3 separate regions of the Mus musculus genome follow, and all the other regions are linked to region 2. A link is a contact called in public Hi-C and HiChIP or PLAC-seq data. All regions are on one chromosome and are shown on one strand. The core of a region is the stretch at or near the end of the contact, and the rest is flanking DNA. Distances in the headings are between cores, read along the strand shown.

Region 1 (3,177 bases), core at 620-3,119, 200 kb before region 2:
ATATATTTTTAAAGGCTATCTTCAGTTCCCATATTCAGATGCCTTGTCGTGTTGCCAAGCCATGGAGCTTGCAGACAATGTCTATGGAAATAGCAACAGTTCTTTAGCCCAGGAAGCCAGGCACAGGGTTGGGGCGTTCATATGCATCTCCAAAGTAGGTCCGGGGTTCAGTTTGCACAGCTGTCTTTGGGATAATTATGAAACGGTTATTGGGATCTATGTCCTTGGGAACTATGAAATGGCAGATCCTGGGGGCTGGAGAAACAGCTCAGACGTGAAGACCACTTTGGTGTTCTTGCAGAAGACTGCAGTTCAGTTCCCAGTACACATATCGGCTCACAGACACCTGTAACTGCAGAACCAGGGTGGTCTGGCGCTCTCTTCTGGCCTTTATGGGTATTGCACACATGTGTGCACACATTCACAGATAGGCAGACACATACGCATACACATAATTTTTAAAATAAAATCAAAATGGCAGGTTCCGGCCACTACCTACCCAGCGAAGACCAAAGCTGGGCTCTGGCTTCTACATCCCTAAGATGTTGTCATTACTTGAATATTTGCTGTGTACTAGACAGATGGTACCACGTTGACCATTTGTGTTCAGTATTTGTGACCTGAGAGAGTGCTGATGTCATCATTCCCTCGTTTTTACAATGAGGAGGCTGAGGCACAGAGAGATGACGGTTGATAGGGAAACAGGTTTGCACCGCAGCGGCTAGGCCAGCTCATGAGTGCTGCCCACTGTTCCTCTCTGTGCAGCACCCAAGGACTGCCCGCTGTGCTGGTGACCCCAGAAAGAGCATCTCAACCCAGGTCAGGAAGTGTGACCAGTGCCAAGGGACCCCGGGAGGCCTAGGGAGGAAGGGAGGTCACGGGCTCAGGCCCCAAACTGCATCTGTCTAGAACAGAGATTCTGAACCTTCCTAATGCTATGGCCCTTTAATACAGTCCCTTAAGTTATAGCGACCCCCAGCCACAAAGTTATCTTTGATGGCACTTCAGAACTGTAATTTTGCTGCTGTTATGAATCACAATGGAAATACTTTCGGAGATAGAGCTTTGCCAAAGGGGTCTCAACCCACAGGTTGAGAACCGCTGGTCTAGAAGGAGCCCCATTTATCTGGCCAGGCTGCTTTGGTGAGGGTCTCAGTTCAGGATTGTCCCCAGACAGGTGGCACACACTGGGTGAAACGAGGAAGAGTCACATGTCTAAAAATAGTGCCTGTCTCCCAGAGCCTGTCTGTCACAGGACAGAGTGGAGCAGCTAGGAGGTGGGAAGGATTCTCTGGAATTTGGGGGTTAGGTATACAGGTTCAGGGGAGCTGCCCCACTCTGAGGTTTGGCAGTGAGCTGGGCTGGAGAGCTGAGGTACTGGGGCTACACGTGGCACCATTCTGGAGTCAGGTTTACGCCATCCAGTGCTGTGCTTTTGCAGGAAGCATCTTCTATGTAGGAAGTGGAAGGAGCTTTGTGATGTGATACCCATTTCTCTCATCTACTCCCTTAGGACATGGGTCTCCACCCCCAATCTGCCCCTCTTCCACCACCCTGCTTTTACCCTGCCCTGAGACCACATCGCCCGCCACAGACAGATAGGAAAGGCTTTATGTGGAGAAGGACTTGTAAGCTGATACACACAGCACACACAGTGCTCCCTCTGGTCTCCCTCTGTGGCTATGGCTACCATCTGCCCTCTGCTGGGCCACAGGAATGTCTTCTGTTGGAGGGGCAGGGACTCCGTCACGGGCCTCTCTGACCCAGCTTTGTATGGCTCTTGGCCCTGTGGTCTCAGACTGTGGGCAGCAGCTGTTTGGGGGCAGGACATGGTTTCCTCCTGACATCAGCTTTGGCAAGGGAGCAGGCAGGGGTGGGAGGCCAGCCCTGTGGCAGCAGGCTGGATGCATTGTAGCTCCCTGGGCAAGGCTCTATGACCATACCGTGCCCACGTATAATTCACAGGAAAGCCACTTCCTGCCCCACCCACTCCAAGGTCCAGATGAGGGTGGGCGAGAGGGATTTTGGATGGACATTTCGCTCATGGCAATTGGAAATGGTTTTCAGATGTATCACGGAATGTGGAACAAACCCAGGCAAACTTCCCTGCAATCCTATAAATCACCAGCAGATGGCGCTATTGGCCACACGACAGGATTCTGGCATCCTGGATTGCTCAGTGGTAGAACTTGAACCTGGGACTGAAGTAGAAACTCTCAGGCCATAGGCTTACACACTGCAGGTGGTTTACAGCAGGCAGATGGGAAAGGCATGCCTGGCCCAGACGCTGGCCAGAAAGGGTAGCTGCAAGAAGCAAATGAGGTACCTCCTTCCTACCAGTACCTACTATTCAGAGAGGCATGTTGGTCTCTGAGTTCAAGCCTGGACTACGATCCCTCACAGAATTAATTTCCTGGAAGAAAAAAAAAAATCAATGCTTGTCCCTCGGTGCCAGACATTAAAGTCCTCAGGATTGGCGGTGGCGGGCTGTTTTGACAGGGATGAGAATGGAGACACCCAAGAGACTGCTGGAAGCTCAGTCAAAATGCCTCATTTCCTGACACCCGCGTCGCTGAGCACACTGTCATTGAGTCAGGACACGCAGCCACCCGCCCCTGCAGCCATTCATCCCTCCCCACCCCCACCCTCCCACATTTCATTTGCGAGCCCCTCGGTGTGCAGCTCGGCTCGTGGCGGCTGCGGCGGCAGAGCAGAAACCCCAAATGATCTATTTATGGGGCCGTCCTTCCGTGTTGCTTGCATATTGTAATTAAGAGATAATGTCAGTGGAATAGAACGTTGTCACCCAGTAACGGCCTCCCGCCGCCTCGGAAATGTCACGGCAAAGTCACAGATATATCAAGCGTAAAACTGACGTTTGTTTTCAGAGCAGGGAACGCGGATCCTGGGACAGCGATACAGCTGCGGCTTCATTTCTGTCTTGGGGGTGATGAATGCCAGTGGATGGTCGGGCCCACAGGAGGAGGGGTTCTTGTCTGTTGCGGAGACCAACTGGGCCTGTGCTTTGCTTGACAGATGGAGGATAAGGCTGCCCTCTGGGTCCCATAATCTGCTGTAGCCACCAAGGTGGCCCGGGTGCCCTGGCTCCCGGCTGGGCAGTGTGTTTTCTGCAGCCCAAGCTGGCTGCCAGCTGGCCGGGTTCCCCTTCCTGTCACC
Region 2 (3,181 bases), core at 277-2,776:
ACTGGGAGCCACCCGTCAGCAAAGGCTCATCAAAGGTCAGCATGGCTTCACTGTAATGAGACAACTGAGGTCCCTGGACAGCCACTTGTGGAGGACTGCTGAAGTCCTGGGGGCCATGTGATCAAGAGTAGCTTTCAGGGCTCTGATCCCTTGAAGGAACAGATGAGCAATAAGAAGGAACTGACCAGGCAAAAGACACAGCGGGTGCAAAGGTCAGAGGAAGGGACTCTTCTTCGGTCGCCTCTATCTGAGAGCAGGAGGGAGGCAGGAGCAAGCTAACATGTGGAGGTAGGTCCAGCCTGGATGTCCCGTGTGCTTATTCTGGAGGCAGGGCAAGGTGTGTGTGTGTGTGTGTGTGTGTGTGTGTGTGTGTGTGTGTGTGTATGAGGGAGAGGGAGAGGGAGAGGGAGAGGGAGAGGGAGAGAGCATGCACACGAGCAACCTTCCATATCACTGTCAACTAAGAAAATGGACCACAGGCTTGCCCACAAACTGATGAGGGTATTTTCTCAGCGGAGATTCCCTCTACATAAATGACTCTAACTTATGTCAGTTTGACATTAAACTAGCCAGCACACCTGCTGAGCTCCCCCAGCCCCCAGTTGAGGATTTAAAATGGGGCCTTGGGATTAGTGGTGCAGCTCAGGGGTACGACCCTTGGCTAGCGTGTGCCAAAGCCAAGGGCTCAGTCCTAAGTTCTGTGAATTAATAAGTAGACAAGCCATTGGCCACCATGAACGGACTCCTGGGCGTGTGTCTCACGGTACTCAGTAGAAGTGTCTCCACACCAGAGCAGCTCGGGAAAGCGCTATCAGTTAATGCTGGGAGCCACCATGGTGTGTATGAAGTGCTACTGCTGTCATGTAAATTCTTACTCCTGCCAACTCTGACTCAAGCCTCAGGGTTGCAGAAGCACACACTATATCCTGTTCCTGCTCCACCATCAAGCAGTGGGAATGACTTCACAGTCTAGGCTGCCTGGACCACAGCGGCCATGCAGCTGCCCCTTGGAGAGGCACCACATGACTCAGCCCCTGATGTCTGTTTAAAAGCTGATCTCTGGCCTGGCATGGTGGCACACACCTTTAGTCCCAGCACCCGGGCAGCAAAGGCAGGAAGTTCTCTTTGGGTTTGATAAAGGCAGGAAGTTCTCTTTGGGTTTGAGGCCGGTCTGGATTATATATTGAGCTCCAGGCTAACCAGGGTGGCATAGTGAGACCCTCCTTACCTCATAACAACAGAAAGCCCTGCTCTCTGTTAATGACAGTGTGCCCAGGCTTTATGGGCTCTTGTTGTTCCACACTCTCAGGGAACTCCAACACACCTCTGCTGAGGGCTGAGCCTGCATTCCTTGCTATGTGTCCCTGGGAGAGACACAGAGCAGGCATGAAGCCGTACCACCAGCTGCAGGCTGTGTTGCTCCACTCTGACCCCCAGCCCTGTTGGCCTCCACCCAGCCAACCTCTCCCCTTCTCCACACAGGAAGCTCTTGCAACTCACTTGTGGGGTGTTTGTCGGTCCTTGGTAGTACAGTGTTTATTGAATGAGCGAGTGTCTGAGTGTATTAGTCAGGGTGGCTGTGCACTCGCAGGTTCTCCTTTGTTTATTTAAGTTTGGGATGGAATCCAGGGGCTCCCCAATCCCTTCCCTTGATCTTGTCCTCCATAGAGCCCTGAAGACCCAGTGCAGGGGCTGGGTCCTACTGGGCCTGCTTCCTCATCCGGAGGGTCTCAGTGACTCAAGGCCACACAGGGCCATTTGTGCCTTTTGAAGGTTCTCTTAGGGTTTTATTGCTGTGAAGAGACTCATGACCAAAGCAACTTTTATAAGGGTCAACATTTAATTAGAGGTGGCTTACCATTTCAAAGGCTCAGTACATTATCATCATGGCAGGAGCATGGGAGCGTTGAGGCAGGCTGGTGCTCTAGAAGGATCTGAGTGTTTAACGTCTTGATCTGAAGGCAGCCAAGAGGAGGGTCTGGATCACCCTGGCCAAACTTGAGCACATATATGAGACCTCAAAGCCCCGCCTTCGCAGTGACACACTTCCTTTAATGAGGCCACACCTCCTAATAGTGCCACTTCCCATGGGCCACGCACATTCAGACCACCACAAAGGTTTTACCTTTGCCCTCCCTCTGCACCTCAGTCCTGACAACGTCAGCTTCAGAACATGTTCTGTCAGGTTGTTCTCTATACTTGTGGGGGTCTCGGCGCCCCTGTAAATAAGAGTTTGTTTAGGGTAGGAATGGCAGTTCTCCGAACTCGGAGGAACCCAGAGTCCCTGAGCAGGCTATCTTTGGGGATATCTGGCTGTAGGCTCTGCTGGGAAATGCTGTGTGGCCCTAGATGGATCGCTTTACCTCTCTGTGTCTTGTTCTCATCTATGGAACAATGTAATGTCAGGGTTGTTGGGAGGAGCAAGAAGCTGGACCTGTGATGTGAGAGCAGTCTCATCCCATACATGTCGTCAGCTGACACCTGGCCTTACTACCGTGGGCTTCTGAAAGAAAAAATGGGTCCTAGCAGAAAGAACAGATACCTGAAGCTCCCTGTGGATCCTTTCAGGGTGTTCCTAGTGCTGTGACCTGGGGGTGGGGGACGTACATGGTCACCTTGCCCGTAACTGATGAGTTGTCACTGGATACTGCACGTGTGGGAGTCATGGGGAGGGTGGCATTCTGCCTCTCGTGGCTCTCCAGGCTGGGGCGTGCGTGCGTGCGTGCGTGCGTGCGTGCGTGCGTGCGTTTCCCCGTATCCTTCCTGCCATGGAATACAGAAACCATGCTGGTTTCTCACTGTGGTCTGAGGATCTTAGCAGCAGACTTGCAAGGGGCTAGGTAAACATGTGGAGCCTCGGGTTAGCCTAGAGTCAGCCTATGGCCAAACTCCACCTCCCACTTGCCTTTGTAAATCAAGCTTTATTGGCATGTGGCCATTCCCATTTGCTCACACAGTGGCAGAGCCAAGCCAGGTGCCTTGGAACCTACAGGCTGTCCAGCCTGAAGTCCTTTAGATAAGAACTTGCCAGCCAGACTGCAATGTGCTGGAACAACCTGGGAATTTATTTTATTTTTATTCAGATGGTTTTGAGACAGGATCTTACCATGTAGCCCTGGCCAGCCTTTTTAAAATTTGCTGCAGTCTTCCTGCCTCTCCGTTCCAGGTGTTGGGGTGTTGG
Region 3 (3,142 bases), core at 268-2,767, 150 kb before region 2:
TTCAGAGGATCTAATGCCCTCTTCTGGACTCTGTGGGTACTGCATACACATGGTACACAACCTCATGTAGGTATACACATACACATAAAAATAATTAACACTTTTAAAGGGAGAGAAGCAGTACTGGGGAGTTGGCGCAGAGGGTTAGCGCCTGCCATACTAGCGTGAAGACCTGAGTTCAACCCTCAGAACCTACGTAAGAAGGCAGGCATGGTACACATACCTGTGATCTCAGCACTGGACAGGAGAAAATGACTCCTGGCCAGCTACATGAGTGATCTCCAGGCCAGTGAGAGAGCCTGTCAAAGGAGGTGAAAAATCTCCTGAGGACGGCATCTGAGGTTGTCCTCTGACCTCCACACACCTGCATACAAGCCAGTGTGCATATATACATGCACTGTGCGCACAATGTACTTGTGAACTCCAGCCTCCGGCAATAATTTAAGAAGAAATGTGAGGAAGTGGCTGTCCTATATTGGGCTATATTTTTGTCCTGTAGAAATGAGTTGACCAGGTGAAAGACCCAGGTCCTAAACCCACTGTTCAGCTGTGCTCCCCCCAGCAACTCCACTGTGGGCTTATTATCATAGGAGTGAAGATGCTTGATGGGCTAGTGGAGTGGCTCAGCAGATGAAGGGGCTTGCCACCAAGCCTGATGACCTGACACCTACAACTTGTACACACACACACACACACACACACACACACACACACGCTAAGCACCCCACACCCCAGCTGTTTCAGGAGCACAATGATTTAGAGATCAACTTCTTGCCCCGAGTCTCAGGGGGACTCTGGTCAAACCGCTAGCGCTCCGTGGGCAGAAACAAGGTCCAGCGCACTGGCTAGGCAAGTTGGCTGTGAACTTCAAAGCAGGTAAGGCTTGGGCCAGGCTGTGCTTTGCATCTCTCCTGTCCCCCCTGATACCAAGATGTTACCTCCTCCTGCAATGCTCTTACATTGCAAACATCTGATCTTACGTTCAGGCTGCGAAAGTTTTGAACCCATCAGTTCCTGGGGTCAGGGCAATTGATTCTCCGCCTTTTGGCTGAGAGATCAAGTGTTGATCTTCCAAGGTTCCAAGAAACTGACACTCCTAGCTCCCTAGCCTGATGCAGAATCTACAGCCAGGGGTTGAGTAAGTCCTTTTTCCTTCCTTCCCCAAATCCCAGCCTCATGATGCGAGGCAAGCCGTTCAGCTTCCTGAACTTCAGCCTTTCCACCTCTGTCATGAATCTGCGTGAGTGTTAGCAGTCTGCCACTCCGCCAGTTGAGTACCTCACACACCAGCTGGTTAGGCAAGGGGTCGTGACCTGGTTTTGCCCTGGACTTGGCCGGGTATCCATGGGGACACCCAGATGACCCCTGGAACGGGAAAAAGGGAGAGGTTTCTCCAGAGTCCTGGCCCTGCCGTCCCCAGAGAGGAAGGATGTGGCCCACGCACAGGGAGCTGGCCTAGCCCTGTCACCATGGCAGCAGTCTCCAGCGTGTGTGCCAGCTGCCCATGGAACTGCAGCTCCACCCGTTTCCCCGTGAGAGCCGCCACGGTGGCTGGGCGTTATGCCCACGTCAGCCTCCTGCCTCACAGCTGGGAATGCTTGCTGGCCCCAGGCACACAGTGGGCCATTAAAATCTAGATGGTACCATTCAATGGCATTCAGAGCTGCCCTGGCAGATTATCATGCAAGCTCCCACAGGCTGGCCCTCTTTCCTGGGTCCTTTGTCCCTTCCGGGTGTAGGCCTCAGTTAGCCCTGCCATCTTCTAGCTGTTAGAGCCTTGGGCATGGGGCTTTATTTCTTAGAAGGTGTTTTAAAATTTTAATTATTATATATATTTATGGGTCTTTTACCTGCATGTATATCGTGTACCATTTGCATGTTTTACCTTGATGCATGTATGTGCACCAAATAAATATGTGGAAGAGGCCATTGGGTCCCCTGGAACTGGAGTTAAAGATGACAGTGAGACACGGTGTGGGTGCTGAGAACTGAACTCAGATCCCCTGCAAGAGCAGCCAAGTGCTCTTAACCACTGAGCCACCTCCTCAGCCTCCTTGGGGGAATGTGGGAACCATGAGATGGGGTGGTAGGGCTGCCGAGAACACTGTAGGATGTCTAGGCCTCTGCCTGTCTTTGGGACACGTGGTAGCCCAGGCTGGACCACCTGCTATGTACCAGAGCTGATTTTAAACATTTCGGAGAATCTCCTCAGTGTGGTTCTCCTGCCTCAATCTGGGTCACAGGTAAGGAAGTTGAGGCCCAGGCGGTTACATTCCCACTCTGAGCAAGGCACCTATCTGCTCTCCAGTCCTGTTCTCTGTTGTTTCATAGAGGCCCGTGAATAACAGCCAGCTTTTCTAAGCAGGCCTTTATTGGGTGCCTACTGAATTCAGGCATCATACTGACCACTTAGGTGCAGGGGGTTACATCAAGGCAGAGGCAGGTCCCCAGGAAGCAGGAGGAAGCTGAGATCCCAGAGGCTTCCCCCTTGGCCAACTCTATGGAGAATCCTGGTCCTGGAATGGGGTGGCAGGGGCTTGAGCTCATTTGCAATCCTCTTTCCTGTGACAAACAGGACACAAGCAGCCTCTGCCTAAGGCTGGGAACTATGTTCCCCTGGCTTCTCCTTCCAGCCCATTGATGGATACTGGGTCAAGTTCACACAAATCCAGCTTCACCCTCTGTGGCCTCCTTTACATTGCCCCTCTCCAGATGGCGCAGGCCCCTCCCAGGGAGAATCCTAGCAATGCCTAAGGTCAGAGGTCATCCTTGGATCTCTGCCGACTTCCAGTTTCCACAGGCCTTGGATCTTGCTGGCCTTCAGGCCCTGCTGACCTCAAGCTGCCACTGGCCTGGGGGCCCTGCAGCTCTTCAGTCTCCCGATAGCCTTGGGTCCCCACTGACCTCAGGTCCCTGCTGACCTTGGGGTTCCACTGGCCTCTAGTCCTTACAGTCCTGTTCTGTGTACTGTGTTGTGGGTCCTGCAGGCTCCAGTGCCATTGAGCTGGGGCTTGTCTTCCCAAAGGGACAGCCCAGATCTGTGTTTAGGGTCGTGAACACAGGTAAACAGACAGATATAGATAGATATAGATCTATAGATATATAGGCTTGTGTGCACATATGCATACACACATAAATGCAG

What was found. Hi-C and Micro-C count contacts between places; a contact is called where the count stands out from the background. HiChIP or PLAC-seq counts read pairs in DNA pulled down with a chosen protein or histone mark.
Region 1: a contact with region 2 is called in an HNF4G HiChIP or PLAC-seq map of pancreatic cancer cells. The contact joins two enhancer-like sites. A contact is called at or near these places in 3 of 15 datasets of contacts at CTCF or cohesin (the NIH/3T3 cell line and large pre-B cells), 28 of 484 Hi-C or Micro-C datasets (the C2C12 cell line, CD8 T cells, the N1E-115 cell line and 20 more), 17 of 115 datasets of contacts at active chromatin or transcription factors (the NIH/3T3 cell line, VIP interneurons, acute myeloid leukemia and 14 more) and 4 of 9 other capture datasets (adipose tissue, embryonic stem cells, liver and 1 more).
Region 3: a Hi-C map of bone marrow-derived macrophages shows a contact between it and region 2, with 33 read pairs. The contact joins two enhancer-like sites. A contact is called at or near these places in 3 of 484 Hi-C or Micro-C datasets (the HL-1 cell line, the HPC-7 cell line and bone marrow-derived macrophages), 5 of 115 datasets of contacts at active chromatin or transcription factors (bone marrow-derived macrophages, craniofacial prominence, embryonic basal ganglia and 2 more) and 4 of 9 other capture datasets (adipose tissue, embryonic stem cells, liver and 1 more).

The regions. Positions count from the first base shown.
Region 1 is chr5:125,267,228-125,270,404 of GRCm38.p6, reverse strand. No RefSeq gene overlaps it. Among named protein-coding and RNA genes, the nearest start is that of Gm32585, 16 kb to the right of the region's middle. Within about 2 kb of position 1,869, at least 115 of the 459 cell types and tissues checked have an H3K27ac peak or open chromatin away from gene starts, as enhancers often do. A contact at or near this core is called in the C2C12 cell line, the N1E-115 cell line, the NIH/3T3 cell line and 5 more, where this site is marked.
Region 2 is chr5:125,070,381-125,073,561 of GRCm38.p6, reverse strand. All of the region lies in intron 14 of Ncor2 (nuclear receptor co-repressor 2), which reads left to right. Among named protein-coding and RNA genes, the nearest start is that of Rflna, 69 kb to the right of the region's middle. Within about 2 kb of position 1,526, at least 113 of the 459 cell types and tissues checked have an H3K27ac peak or open chromatin away from gene starts, as enhancers often do. A contact at or near this core is called in the C2C12 cell line, the N1E-115 cell line, the NIH/3T3 cell line and 6 more, where this site is marked.
Region 3 is chr5:125,224,781-125,227,922 of GRCm38.p6, reverse strand. No RefSeq gene overlaps it. Among named protein-coding and RNA genes, the nearest start is that of Gm32585, 26 kb to the left of the region's middle. Within about 2 kb of position 1,517, at least 79 of the 459 cell types and tissues checked have an H3K27ac peak or open chromatin away from gene starts, as enhancers often do. A contact at or near this core is called in adipose tissue and bone marrow-derived macrophages, where this site is marked.